3 separate regions of the Sus scrofa genome follow, and all the other regions are linked to region 1. The links are chromatin contacts, called in public Hi-C maps. All regions are on one chromosome and are shown on one strand. The core of a region is the stretch at or near the end of the contact, and the rest is flanking DNA. Distances in the headings are between cores, read along the strand shown.

What was found. Hi-C and Micro-C count contacts between places; a contact is called where the count stands out from the background.
Region 2: a contact with region 1 is called in a Hi-C map of embryonic fibroblasts, with 1.7 times the contacts expected there. The contact joins the enhancer-like site here to the promoter of SMPD4 in region 1. A contact is called at or near these places in 2 of 47 Hi-C or Micro-C datasets (embryonic fibroblasts and heart right ventricle) and 1 of 2 datasets of contacts at active chromatin or transcription factors (skeletal muscle).
Region 3: a contact with region 1 is called in a Hi-C map of skeletal muscle, with 4 times the contacts expected there. The contact joins the enhancer-like site here to the promoter of SMPD4 in region 1. A contact is called at or near these places in 1 of 5 promoter capture datasets (fetal liver), 2 of 47 Hi-C or Micro-C datasets (embryonic fibroblasts and skeletal muscle) and 1 of 2 datasets of contacts at active chromatin or transcription factors (alveolar macrophages).

The regions. Positions count from the first base shown.
Region 1 is chr14:50,661,154-50,665,242 of Sscrofa11.1, reverse strand. It overlaps SMPD4 (sphingomyelin phosphodiesterase 4), which reads right to left and starts at 1,755. Exons shown (of 19, transcript XM_001929589.6): 1 at 480-1,755. The coding sequence starts at 554. LOC100153925 (mitotic-spindle organizing protein 2B) reads left to right here and starts at 694. Exons shown (of 3, transcript XM_001929600.2): 1 at 694-1,183; 2 at 1,276-1,424. The coding sequence starts at 1,020.
Region 2 is chr14:50,823,436-50,827,991 of Sscrofa11.1, reverse strand. SCARF2 (scavenger receptor class F member 2) reads right to left here. Exons shown (of 11, transcript XM_021072793.1): 11 at 3,558-4,556. The coding sequence ends at 4,324. Among named protein-coding and RNA genes, the nearest start is that of SCARF2, 13 kb to the right of the region's middle. Within about 2 kb of position 2,236, at least 36 of the 83 cell types and tissues checked have an H3K27ac peak or open chromatin away from gene starts, as enhancers often do. A contact at or near this core is called in embryonic fibroblasts and skeletal muscle, where this site is marked.
Region 3 is chr14:50,450,529-50,454,549 of Sscrofa11.1, reverse strand. PI4KA (phosphatidylinositol 4-kinase alpha) reads left to right here. Exons shown (of 55, transcript XM_001929569.6): 5 at 142-214; 6 at 704-963; 7 at 1,396-1,462; 8 at 2,566-2,714; 9 at 3,751-3,816. Among named protein-coding and RNA genes, the nearest start is that of SERPIND1, 25 kb to the right of the region's middle. Within about 2 kb of position 2,604, at least 2 of the 83 cell types and tissues checked have an H3K27ac peak or open chromatin away from gene starts, as enhancers often do. A contact at or near this core is called in skeletal muscle, where this site is marked.

The sequences.
Region 1 (4,089 bases), core at 506-3,005:
ACCTCCGCCCTCGCTGCCTTCAAGAGAGGATCCCGACCTGGTTTCAGGGTTCCTCCTGGGACCCGCAGCGCCAGTAGCGCCAGTCTTGCCAGGGCCTCCCTCTGCCCGCGCGCTGGAAGAAAGGCGTGCTCCCATCTGCTGCTCATGACAAGGGAGCATCTGGGCCCTCATGTCACAGACAAGGAACCCAAGTCTCCGCAAAGCCAGTCCACACGGGGAGGAAAGATAGAGCCGGGATCCACCCCTGCTCTCTCCACACCGCTCGCTGAGCCGCAGGCTCTCCCCGCTCCACTTCGTTCAGCGAACGTTAACCGAGCGCCCACAAGGTCGGGGCGCGCGGGAAGGCGCAGCTGGGCCCCGGCTCCCGGCCGGCCCAGCCCGAGGCCCGGGGCTCGCGTAGGAACGGAGACGGCTCGGGCAGAGGGTCTAGGTGGCCGCCAGGTAATTGGGATAGACCACGCGCGACTCCCGCCACTCACCTGAGAGACCCACAGGGTCGCTCGCTTTAGGGATGGAGGCCGCCATTCGGCGAACCGGCGCCGAAATGTCGTCATCAAGCTGCGCGTGGCGTCACCTCCCCTTTACAAACGGGAAAAGCGCCGCTTTCTCTTTGGGCTGCTTCTTTAAAAGGCGCGTGCGCAAAGTGTAGTCCCGTGGGTTTATGGGACCGCAAGGGGGCGCCCACCTAGGAAAAGAGCGCGCGTGCACGTAAGGCCTGTGCGTTACTGCCTAGAGGCGCGCCTCCTACCGGACCCGGCGCGAAACAGTACACTCTGGGTCCAACGGGCATTTATTGATCGCCCACGGTATGCCAGCGTGAGATACTCTGGATGCCGTCACCGCCGTGAGAGCGTAGAGAAGACCAGTCGCCGAAGAGCGGGTCTCCTTCCAACGCCCGGCGCCGCCCGGGCCCGGATCTGAGCGCCGGATGGCAGGGGAGCTGCTGGGAGAGGAGGGCGCGGCGGGCCGGTAGGGGGCGCGGCGGGGCTGTACCGGGTGGGGGACCCAGCCGCAAGCAGATGGCGGCGCCAGGCGCGGGGCCCGGGCCGGGGGCGCCACCAGGGCTGGAAGCGGCCCTACAGAAGCTGGCGCTGCGGCGGAAGAAGGTGCTGAGCGCCGAGGAGACGGAGCTGTTCGAGCTGGCTCAGGCTGCGGGCGGCGCCATGGACCCCGAAGTGTTCAAGTGAGCGCGCGGCGGAGTCGGGTTTCGGGGTTCCGGGGGACTGACGGCCCGGGCGAGGAAGGCTCACCGCGCGCCGGGTCTGTTCTCTCTAGGATCCTGGTGGACCTGCTAAAGCTGAACGTGGCGCCCCTCGCCGTATTCCAGATGCTGAAGTCCATGTGCGCTGGGCAGCGGCTGGCGAGCGAGCCCCAAGACCCCGTGGCCGTGCCCCTGCCCACGACCAGCGTGCCTGAGACCCGAGGTCAGAGCTGGGCCTGGGCGGCGGGTGTAGGGCGGGAGCGGGAGGTGGGCAGTGCCTGGCACATCGGGGCTTGCTTAGCCCTGAGTAGCCAGGCTTTTCTGTTGCTTTTGTCCCGGGACTGCTCCAAGGGCTGGCCCTTTGGGCTCCTGTCCCCAGCTTCAACTTTGCTACCACCTTCGAGGATGCACATCCAGATCAGGTAGATGCAGGATGGGTGGCCAAAGCAGACCAGGCCTCCTCTGGGACTTGTGTACACTGGCGTCTTGCCACCTCTGCATTCCTGTCTTCATCCCATGAACATGGAAACAAAGTGGCTTTGGTTCCTGTTCTCGTGGCACTTGTCGCCTCAACTGAAGAGACCTTCCTGCGCCCCCTTGTCTGCACCCTACCCGGCCCAAGTCCTGCCCAGGAGTCCCAACAGCTAAGCTTCCATCCTTGGGGCTGCAGATGGACCTCAGTCTGGACCGTCATGGCTGAGAAATGAGCAAGTGCTGGTGACCAGGGTGACGTGGTGGAGCTCTTACTCTCCTTGCTTGTCACTTCTGCTCCCAATTTTTAGAAACCCTCTGAAAGGCAGCAGAACCTTGGCCAGAAACACCCTGAGAAGGGGCTGATATTGGGTGGAGGGGCAGTCAGGCCCTGTGGGTGGGAGCGCCAGGGCCCCAGGCACTGTGCCCCCATTCTGAGAGGCCTTGAGTGCTGGAGTGCAGGCCTCCTCACTGATGTACACTGTCTGCTCTCTTTGTGTCTCTCTCCGACCTCCAGAGGCCTCCTTTCTCTCTGCCAAGAACTGTACCCCCCCTGCAAGGCCCTCCTTTTCCTCGGCCCGGCAGACTGCGGCCTCTCCGATTCTGCTCCACGGCCCAGCTGCCTCGCACTCGCCTCTCTCTCCAGGGCCCCCCGGTTCCCTCCGGTTCTCTTGCTGCCTGTTCTCTCCTTTTGAAGGTTGCGTTTATTAGTTTATCTCTGGGGGTTGGTGCTCTCTCCTGTTTCCACGGAAACTACCATGGCCCCCAGAAAGCTAGAGCAGCATTGAGCTGCAAGAGCAGGACCTGGCTGGCCATCCCACCATGCAGCTTAGTGACAGCAGTGATGGGCCCAACCTCCCTCTTCCCAGAGGCTAACTACCGGTATGACTTGTGTGCTCTGCGGAGGTGCCCTGGCCCCAGGGGAGGACACCTGAGGGTCGGGGAAGGGACAGTTCGCGCTGTGGAGAGTAAAGCCTGAGGTGAGAGGGACACCTGCATTCTTAGATACTGTCACCCCCTGGACTTGCTGCCTGGGAGGTCAGACCATGGGTCCCTTCTTCTCCCTGGTTCCTGAGCTGGGGGTGCCCTCCAGGCACGGTGAGGCTGGGGGCCCAGAGCCAGCTGTCTATGAGGGTGTGAGATCCCATGGGTGCCCCTCCCCATATCACCCACCTTGCTGTTCCAGGTATGCTTGGAGCTTGGGCCAGGGGAGCAGAGGAGGAGCCGAGAGGCAGGTGGACTAAAGGCGAGTTTGCAGAGGGAGGGAAAGACCAGGGCAGAGAACTTCTATTGCTGCTCCTTGGCTTAGTGACAGGGTACCAGGCCCACTCAGTGCTGAGGGCATAGTGGGGCTGCAAGGTGGACTGGCTCTTGGTCCAGTGAGGGAGATGGCCAGACAGACAGTGGCAAAGGCAGAGGACAGTGCAGCCCATCCAATTGTGGAGGACAGCACTGGCTTAGCTAGTGCAGCAAGGGCTAAGCAGGGTGGGGGCAGGGCCTGAGCTGGGGCCTGGTGGGAGGGAGAGGGAGGAGGGTTTGGGCAGCAGGTGTGTTGGGTGCAGGGCTGGGAGCACCACAGAGGGCTTGGAGGTGGCAAAGCCCCAGGCCAGGGTCAGGAGAGGCATGGGGCGCTGGGCCCCACAGAGTTGTTTCTACTTGAGGGCTCTGGCTTTGGGTCCTGCTGGTCTGGGCAGCCACCCACCCAAGTATGAGGACACAGAGCCCCTGGGGAGGTGCCCAGTGGGGATAGAGGGCAGGTGAAGGGCTGTGCAGGAAGAGGCAGAGGCCAGCCATGAGCTAGAGCTCTCTGGGGCTGCAGGTCATTGTCCACACAGACCTCTGGTCCCCTGGGTAATGGCAGGATCTGGGGTGGAAAAAGTAAGGAACCTTGTCAGAGTGAGTACTGATTGACTGGGGGGCACCTTGGTGGCCTAGGCTGCTGAGGGGTGGAATGGGAATGTTCAGGCCAGTTGGCCTTGGGCCTCCCACAAAATTAGGGTGAGGTTGCTCCAGATCAAAGGCTGGAACCCACTTAGGGGCCTGGCTGTCCAGCACAGAGAGGTTGTTTCTGCTCCGAGTACAGTGGGGTGATGCTTATCTCAGAGAGGACACAGTCTCTGAGTGAAGTTAGCTTCAGTTATGTGTTTTTTGTTGAAGTTGAGGGAAACCACACATTTTAAAAAGACCTGCAGTTCTCTTGTAGTTTAGTGGGTTACGGATCCAGCGTGGTCACTGCAGCAACCTGGGTTTGGTCCCTGGTTCTCTGGCCCAGGAATTTCCACGTGTTGTGTGTGCAGCTAAAAAAAAAAAAAAAAAAAAAAAAAAAAAAGTGCCCCAGAAAGGGGAAGGTGGAGTATGGTGTGCACACCACATGCCAGCACTGGCAGGCATTGGCACCAGATGGGAACAGACACCTC
Region 2 (4,556 bases), core at 987-3,486, 160 kb before region 1:
AAGCACTGAAATGTCTTTCATTGGGATGTATACAGCAGCTTCCTCTGGGGTGACACAATCCCACAGCAGCTCCTGGATGTCACTACACAACCACAGACATGTTTCCATGGCTCTTGGACCAAGGGCTGCCTCCAAGTCCAGTATGCAGCCCACAGTCCTTACACACCCAGTGAAACCCTTGACACCTCCCTCTGACCAACAACTTTTTCCTTCTTCTTCTTCTTCTTCTTTTTTTTTTTTTTTTTGGCCTTTTTAGGGGCACATCAGCGGCATATGGAAGTTCCAAGCTACATCTGTGATCTACACCACAGCTCACAGCAACACTGGATCCTTAACCCACTAAGCTAGGCCAGGGATCGAACCCGCATTCTCACGGACACTATGTCAGGGTCCTAACCTGCTGAGACACAAGAGAACTCCCAGCAGGTACTCTTAATTGATTTAAGCTCAACACAGACAAACAAAAAGACTAGCAGACACAAGACCCCATACAAACAAAAAAATCTGGCTCCAGAAATCAAATCCTCAAAAAGTATCAAACTCAAATTCTTACCATGCTCCTGACGGGCAAGAGACTGGAGCCCAGGTCCTAGGGACTCCAGGGCCAGATGGAGGCAGGAGGGAACTACCTGGGATGAGCTGGGGGCCAAGGTGGAAACGCCACAATCAGAATGGTTTAGTTCTGGGTGAGAGTCGCAAGGAAGAACGAAGGGGGTTTGGCACTCTGGCATGTGTGCTGGCAACGAAGCCTGTCCGTGTGGGCTGCTCTGGGCACAGAGGGTGCAACCTCAACATCACTGCTTTTCAGGACTCAGATAAATCAGTATCGCCATCCTGTCTCAGTGGCACATGCCCATGGATTGTACGTGTTTCCCCCCGTTTGCCTGCCTTGGTGGCCCAAGTGTCCCCAGGGTGCGGGCAGGCCTGGCATCTATGCTCATAGTGCGAGGTGTGCACGAGCATGTGGCATGTACGTGTTGTAGGGGAGGGTCCCTCGGCCTTCACCCAGGCCATGGGCCGCGCATGGCTGTTGAGGCTCTGCCCCAAGTGTGTTTGCTATGGGATGTGTGTGCCTTGGTTTGTCCACCTCTCTGTTTCTGTGTCAAATGATGTGTGTTTTTTTCTAAGGTAGTGTCTCCATGTTCCCGTGGATCAGGGGGACACATGTATGTCCCATATTTTTGTGCATCCTGTGGCATGAGTGTCTCGATGGGCACACCGGAAGAGTGAATGTGGCTGCTGAGTGAGTGCCTCTTGGTGCTGCTGTGGGCCCAGCGGAGTGTGAGTGTGTGGTGGGGACTGTGTCTCTTGAGGCTTCTGTAGGTTGGGGTGTGTGTTTTGTGTTGCAGAGTTGTGTCAGTCTCAGTGTCCCCGTGCCTGGTGAGATTGTATATGTTGCTGTCTTTTTTGCTATGGTTGTATCTCACAGGACGAGTGTGTTTCCCTGTGCTTGGGTGGCAGCTGTTCATGTGTGTTTGTCATAGCATGTGCATCTTTCCAAGTGTCTCACTGCTCCTCCTGAGGCGTGCATGCAGTGTGGCAGGGCTTCTGTCTCAGCATTTTGGTGTGCTTGTGTTGGAGGGCCTGTCCATTTCCATCTGGAGGGCTGTGTACCGGCAGTGAGTTTCTGTCTTTCTCTGGGTCTGGTTGTGGGTGTGGGTATGTTTTGGTGTGTGTGTGTTTCTGTGCATGTGTGTGCATGTGTGTGCGTGTATCCTGCCTCTGGGGGGCGTACTCTGTCCCAGCCTGAGACCCAGTGGCCCAGGCCTTCTCCAGCAGCACATGCCTCCTGCTCCTTTGTGCGCTGTGTTACAAAAAATATTTGCCTTTTCCACGACTCATCATTTTTCCTTCTCAATCGCTACCAGATGTGGGTCCTGTGGTCCCGTCCCCATGGCAACGGAGGTTCCAGCAGCCGCGGTTCCCTTTTGTGGCGCCTTCCCTGGAGCTGGCACTGCCGCAGGCCCAAGGGGGTGGGGAGGGGTCCGGCAGCTTCTCCTGACGAAGCACCCGGATCTTCCTGGGGGCTTCTTAGCCTGGGTCCTACCTGGCCTCTAGGCCACGACTCTAGGGCGGAAATGCTGGTGGTACCCCTGCTCTGTGAGGCACCTACCCAGGCAGGGTCCTGAAGGTCAGGGTCTGGGAGGCCTGGAAGCTCCCAGTGCAGAGAGAGGAGGGGCCCCAGGAAAGCCCTGGCCAACGATGTGACTGCTCTGGTCGCCAGGGGGAGACAGAGAGCCAAGGCTGGGGGTGAGGGGCAGGGAGCGGCAGGGTAGTGCATGTTAGTGGGGGTGCTCTGGGGCCCGAACCACTGCCCTGCTCTCCACCATCCTCGGTCACTGACCGACCCTGGCTGGGCCCAGCTGGTCATCTTCCCCTTCTGGCCAACTTGAAGTCTGTGTGCTCAGCCGCAGAAGCCAACATGGCCTGGTGCCGAAAGGGATCAGAGGCTGACCGGGCACAGGGCCATGGCTGGGAGGGTGCCCGGCTGGCTCAAGGGAAGTGCATGCCCTGGGGACAGGGAGCCTGCATTCCACATGCTGCCTGACCAGGCCAGGTGCAGGGACTCCAGCCTCAGAAGCAGCACCAGATGTCCTGCCCGTGGCGTGAGGCCGTCTCGGCTCTGGAGGCTCAGCCCCATATGGGTCACCAACGTTGAGCTCCCTGTGGCATCCAGCCAGAGGGCAAGAGAGGTGCCAGGTGAGCTCCTTGAGCTGCCAGCACCAGTCAGAGTGCTGTCATGCGGGGGACTGTGGGATGGGGGTGGGGGTGGGGAGATGATCAGAGAATCTCGGCCCCAAAAGAGGAGGAAGAGGCCCACTGGGCAGAGGCAGGGAGGGGAAGGGCCCAGAAGCACCGTAGAAAGGTAAGACTTTGTAGCTCAGGGAGGCCACTTGCAAGGCCTGCCTGAGGGCCAGAAGCAGCAAAGACACTGGGACAAATGGCCACAGAAAGAAGGCCAGGCTGAGGCGGGGCAGCGGGGGCTGGCTGGGAGGCCAGCCAGGGATCCAGGCCAGAACTGTGCCCCCACTCCCAAGGGCGGGTGGACTAGGGGGGAGAGTTTCCGGCCGAGGACAGGGAGCCCATTGAGACGGACAGCGGGGCTCTGTGCAGTGCCAGACGCGGCCTGGCTAGAGGCTGTGCCCGTGGCTTGCTGCCCCCTGACCTCAGCCTCTGACCTGCCCCAGCCACACCAAACAACTTGGGGCCCCAAGTGGAACAGCAATGGCCAGCGGTGGAAGCACAGGTCAGAAGCGGTCCCACACAGCCCAGGGCACCACCCTATCTGTTCCTGCCCACCCTGCCAGTCCCAGGCTGCCAGTCCAGGATGGGGCAGCCCAGGGCGGGCGCCCAAGAAAATTGATAAACAAGTGAAGGATAGGCAGATGGTTGTGACCCACTTCCAATGTGGTACTGGGAGATCCATAACTGGGCTTCCAAGCTCCACTTCAGTCATGGAGTTGTGGGGGTGTGAGTTCAGGCTCAAAGAAGTAACATACAATTTCTTTTGGGGGACATCCTATCCGAAACCCAACAGACAGGAAGCAGTCAGAGCACAGTGGGGAAAGGCACTTTATTAAGTAAGCTTTGGCCAAGCCCCGGCCGGGAGAAGCCCATCCTGGGGCACCCGGATGGGGTGGGAGCAGCCCTGCCGGGGGCCTATAAATATGTCTCCTCAGGCCACTGGAGTCGCCCCTAGGATTCCCAGGCGTGTGGGGTGGTGGGAGGCCATCAAAACCAGCTCGACAGCTGAGGGGTCAGGGCTGGGGAGGCTGGGGCTGGGAGAGCATGTTGGGGGAAGGGGGGGACAGCCAAACCCCATGAGGAGCAGAGACCAGCCCTCCTCCCCAGGCTCTGGTCAACCAGATGCCCTGGAGCTCAGCTGTGGAAGCAGCCTCTGGCTAGGGTGGTGGAAGGAAGCCTCCAGCCAGAGGCGCCAGGCCCTGGCCAGTAAGAGGCAGCCAGGGCGGAAGTGCTTCTGGCCTCAGCCAAGGCACTCTGGGCCAGTAAGAGCTGTTCTCTAGGCAGAACCCTCAGGTCCTTAGCCTTTGAGACCCGGGCTGGTGCGAGCCCTCCGCAGCTAGGCCATGGGAAGGGAGGGGCCAGCGAAGCGTCTGTCAGGCCTTGGCCACTGGAATGGGCTTCCTGCCCGAACACAGGGCCCCATTCGGGAGGGCCCCTGAGCCTGCGCCAGTGAGAACGCAGGCTCCCGCCAGGCGCTCCGGGCTGAGCCCCGGCGGGAGACGCTGGGCGGCGCGGGATGCGGGGTGTCAAGCAGCGCTGCTAAGCCAGGGAAGCTGCAGGCACGGCCGGGCAGCCCTACTACAGGGTGGGTGCGCCTGCCCGGCCTGGCTCGCCCACCACCTCCCGGCTCTTCTTGCGCGGCGGCTTCTGGATGGGGGTCTTCTTTCGAGGGGTATCGGTTCCAGGAGCGCCAGCCGCCGCCTTCTCCGGCCCTGGGGCCTCAGGAGCAGGGGGCGCGCGCGCCGGCGAGGCAGGAGGCACCGAGCGCTTGGCCTTTTGCGGCGGCGCGGGCTTCTCTCGGGGGACCTGCG
Region 3 (4,021 bases), core at 1,355-3,854, 210 kb after region 1:
AGCGTCCACATCGAGCGTCCAGCTGTGTGTCAGATGAAGCTGGACAAGAGTATCTAAGGCTCCTACTAGTTCTGAATTAACTCTCTGGTGTTTATCTGATTTTGTGTTTAAGTTTGTGTGTTCTCTTTCTTCTGTTTACAGATTTTAGAGGCACTTTTGCAGGTTTTGCATGTCCTTTTGGGAATGTGCCAGGCCTTGGAGATTCAAGAAAAAGGTATAATTTTTTTTTTTTTTTTAATGGTCTCCTTTCCTTGGCTTTTCTGTTCTTTGCGACCTGTGTAGCTGGTGGATTGAAGCCTTGGTTGCCTCTTGCCTGAGAGGCCACACAAGGTCATAGGCATAGCTTTGCTCCCTGAATGCTGGGCCACTTTATCCTTCCAGGCTCAGTTTCACTACGTGGAACATATCTGCAGGTCATTTTTCCTGTGCTGCAAGCCTGCCAGCATGCTCCCAGAAGGAATAAGTGCACTGTGCAGTACTGTCAAGGAGCCTGTTTAGGTGACTTAGTGATCAATTTTGGATGTGCCAGGAGTGGTTGCCACACAGAGCAGCCCTGTGGGATGGACAATGTCCACAGCTGTTGTTGAGTACAGCTTGGAAATACAGGCAGGTAGCACTTGAAGCTGGCCTGTTGTGTGGCATATTGGGGCCCTTAGATTTGTTGGTGGGGGCATGAAACGTGAGGTCCCCCTTTGTCTTACAGAATACCTGTGCAAGTACGCAATCCCATGCCTGATAGGAATCTCGAGGGCCTTCGGGCGGTACAGCAACACAGAAGAGTCTCTCCTCTCCAAGCTCTTTCCGAAAGTCCCTCCTTACTCCCTCCGAGTCCCCGAGGAGCTGGAAGGTGTGAGGAGACGGTCCTTCAACGACTTCCGCTCCATCCTCCCCAGCAACCTGCTGACAGTGTGCCAGGAGGGCACCCTCAAGAGGAAGACCAGCAGCGTGTCCAGCATCTCACAGGTGGGCAGAGCTGTGCTGGTAGCCCCAGGGAACTCAGGGAGCAAGAGGTGCTCCTTCTAGTTCTCTTTAATCCCGAGGTTTCCCTGGGCATGAAGTGGTATCTCCTCACTGTCGGGTGCCAGCCCTCTTTGGAGTTGGAGACAGCCTTGGTGCCCATAGGAACTGTGTAATTGACTCCTGGAGCAAGCTGGAGCCAGCAAACACAGAATACGTTGTTCAGTGATCCACTATATACTATATGGCTAGACACTGGAATTTTTTTTTTTTTTTTTTGGCCACACCTATGGCATGTCGAAGTACCCGGACCAGGGGTCAGACCCGTGCCACTGCAGTGATCCAAGCTGCTGCAGTGACAACACGGTCGTTAACCCACTCTGCTACCAGGGAACTCCTGCCTGGCCTTTCTGATCTGTGATGTGGTTGTGTTTCCAGGTCAGCCCTGAACGTGGAATGCCCCCTCCCAGCTCCCCTGGAGGATCTGCTTTTCACTACTTTGAAGGTGGGCTTCATCTTTCTGCGGAAAGTGTGGACCTTGCGGCTGCTGGCAGGTTCCCAGGGACTCTTGTGGTGTGGGGGCTCAGACTGCTCTCATGCCTCTTGGGTTTGAGGCTTCTCGAAGCCACTTATTTCCTATTTTCCATTAAACTTCTTAAAACTTAATTTAAAAATATTTCAAATAGAAAAGTGGAGAAAATAACATATAGGCCCCAGGTGCCTGCCATCAGAACTTTAGTACAATAACCTGTGAAAGCACTGGTTCTCAGAGGAAATACTAGTGGTAGGTCCTCTTGTTTCTTTTTTTTAAGGTCATTAAGTCCATAGATAATATTAAAGAAAGTAATGATAACGATGAGTAATAGTTTTTGTGTTTAGGGTGCTATTTCTGTTCTGTAAAAAACTTCGTGTCCTATTTTAGATTCCATATATAAGTGATATCTTACATATTTGTCTTTCTCTGTCTGGCTTATTTCACTTAGTATGATAATCTCTAGATGGAGTTCCGTTTGTGGCGCAGCAGAAATGAATCCGACTAGGATCCATGAGGATTCGGGTTCAATTCCTGCCCTCGATCAGTGGGATGGGGATCCGGCATTGCCGTGAGCTGTGGTATAGGTTGCAGATGCAGCTCGGATCCCATGTTGCTGTGGCTGTGGTGTAGGCCAGCAGCTATAGCTCTGATTTGACCCCTGCCTGGGAACATCTATGTGCTGCAGGCGCAGCCCTAAAAAAAAAAAAAAGGAAAGAAAAAGAAAAGATAATCTTAGGTCCAGGTCCATCCATGTAACTGTAAATGGCATTATTTCATTCTTTTTTAATGGCTGAGTAGTATTCCATTATATACGTGTACCACATCTTCTTTATGCACTCCTCTGTCAGTGGATACTTAGGCTGTTTACATGTCTTAGCTGTTGTAAATAGTGAGGCAGTAAATATTGGGTTGCATGTATCTTTTTGAATTAGAGTTTTGTCTGGATAGATGCCCAGAAGTGGGATTGCTAGATCATATTAGCCTTTACTTCCAAGTTTAAAAATATCATTGGAGCATAAGCGAAAGCAAAGTTGATGCTTCCATTGGTTCTGACTTTCTGGTTCCCCCGGCAGCCTCCTACTTGCCTGATGGGAGTGCCCCTGAGCCCGATTATTACTTTTCCACTGTCAGTTCCAGCTTCTCCATTTCTCCGCTGTTCAATGGCACCACCTGCAGAGAGTTCAGTATTCCCCTGGAAATGCTCCGAGAACTCTTGAACTTGGTAAGTAGGGCGTTGAGGGACAAAGAGACCATCTGTGTATCAGCTGCTAAAATTGCTGGTGCTGTCAGCCTGTGATTTTTCAAAGGACAACTAGGAATCTTTCAGTCTTTCACAGCACAGCAGAAGAGTTAGTTTTCAGATTAAAGAAGGAAGGAGTTGACATCCATGGAGTCACCATGTGGGGACCCCCAGCCTTGGTGTGGTAGGAGGGGCTGGGGTGAATTCCTCTGAAACTCCCCCAGCGTACATCACCATCGTGTCCCAGCAGAAAGGTGGCTGTACCTTCTTAGCCAGCCTGTTTAGTATCAAGTCAGAAATTCCAATTGAAGACGAGATGTTTTGAGTCCTTTAGGGGAATTTTTTTTCCAGTGTATTTTAAGTTTCCAAGGTAAATTGTTTTTAATTTCTTCTCCTGGCTTGCTGTTTACCCTTGTCTATCATTTTGATCATAACCTTCCTAAAGTACTGCCATGGGGGCAGTTTTATCAGGTGGTTCTGCAGTGGAGAAAACAGGTCACTCCTGTGCTGAGTCTGGTCCAGAGAACTGGTGGGAGTCGTTGCTTCTGTGGGAACTTTAAAGTGCACTGCAGTTTGCATTCCTTGCAGCTTTGGAAGAGCCAGCTCACCAGCCGGGGAGGAGGGAGGTTTCTGGTGGCACCCAAGGATGGGCTGTGAAGGCATCTGCCCTGCCCAGAGGGGCTTGGGTAAAAAGTTGGTCTGTCTGGAGTCTGAATGCTTTCACCTCCTGGAAGTGGAAATCTCGTATCCCCAGATTTGAGGGAGTTGGTCACTTTTCTTTGTTGATTTCACTGCCATCTAGGGTCAGAAAAGATGATCTAGGTGATGGCAGAACTAAGGACACTGTGTTGGAGCCACAGAGCTCCAGCACTGCATGTGTTGGTCTGGCATTTCCCTCTCATCCCTATGAGGGTGTCCGTGGTTTTACTATCAGTGCAGTTCACTCTTGAGCAGGAAGAACTGTGTTACCATCTCTCCCTGGCTTACGGGGGCTCACGAGCTCCCATTTCCCTCGCAGGTGAAAAAAATTGTTGAGGAGCCTGTCCTTAAATCCTTGGATGCAGTTGTTGCCAGCGTCATGGAGGTATGTCCCCCTCAGGGCTGTGAGGAGGGGTCCCCCGTGCGCCCTCTGTGAATGTCCTCAGTCCCAAAGGGCAGTGCCCAGCCTCCTCGGGCTCACTCTGTGCCTGGCTTCTTTAAAATGCCACTGCCAGTGCCTCTGAGCAGTGGTCAGCATGCCCACTTTGCAAGTGGAAGACAGAGGCTTGGGGGACTGCCTGATTCCCGAC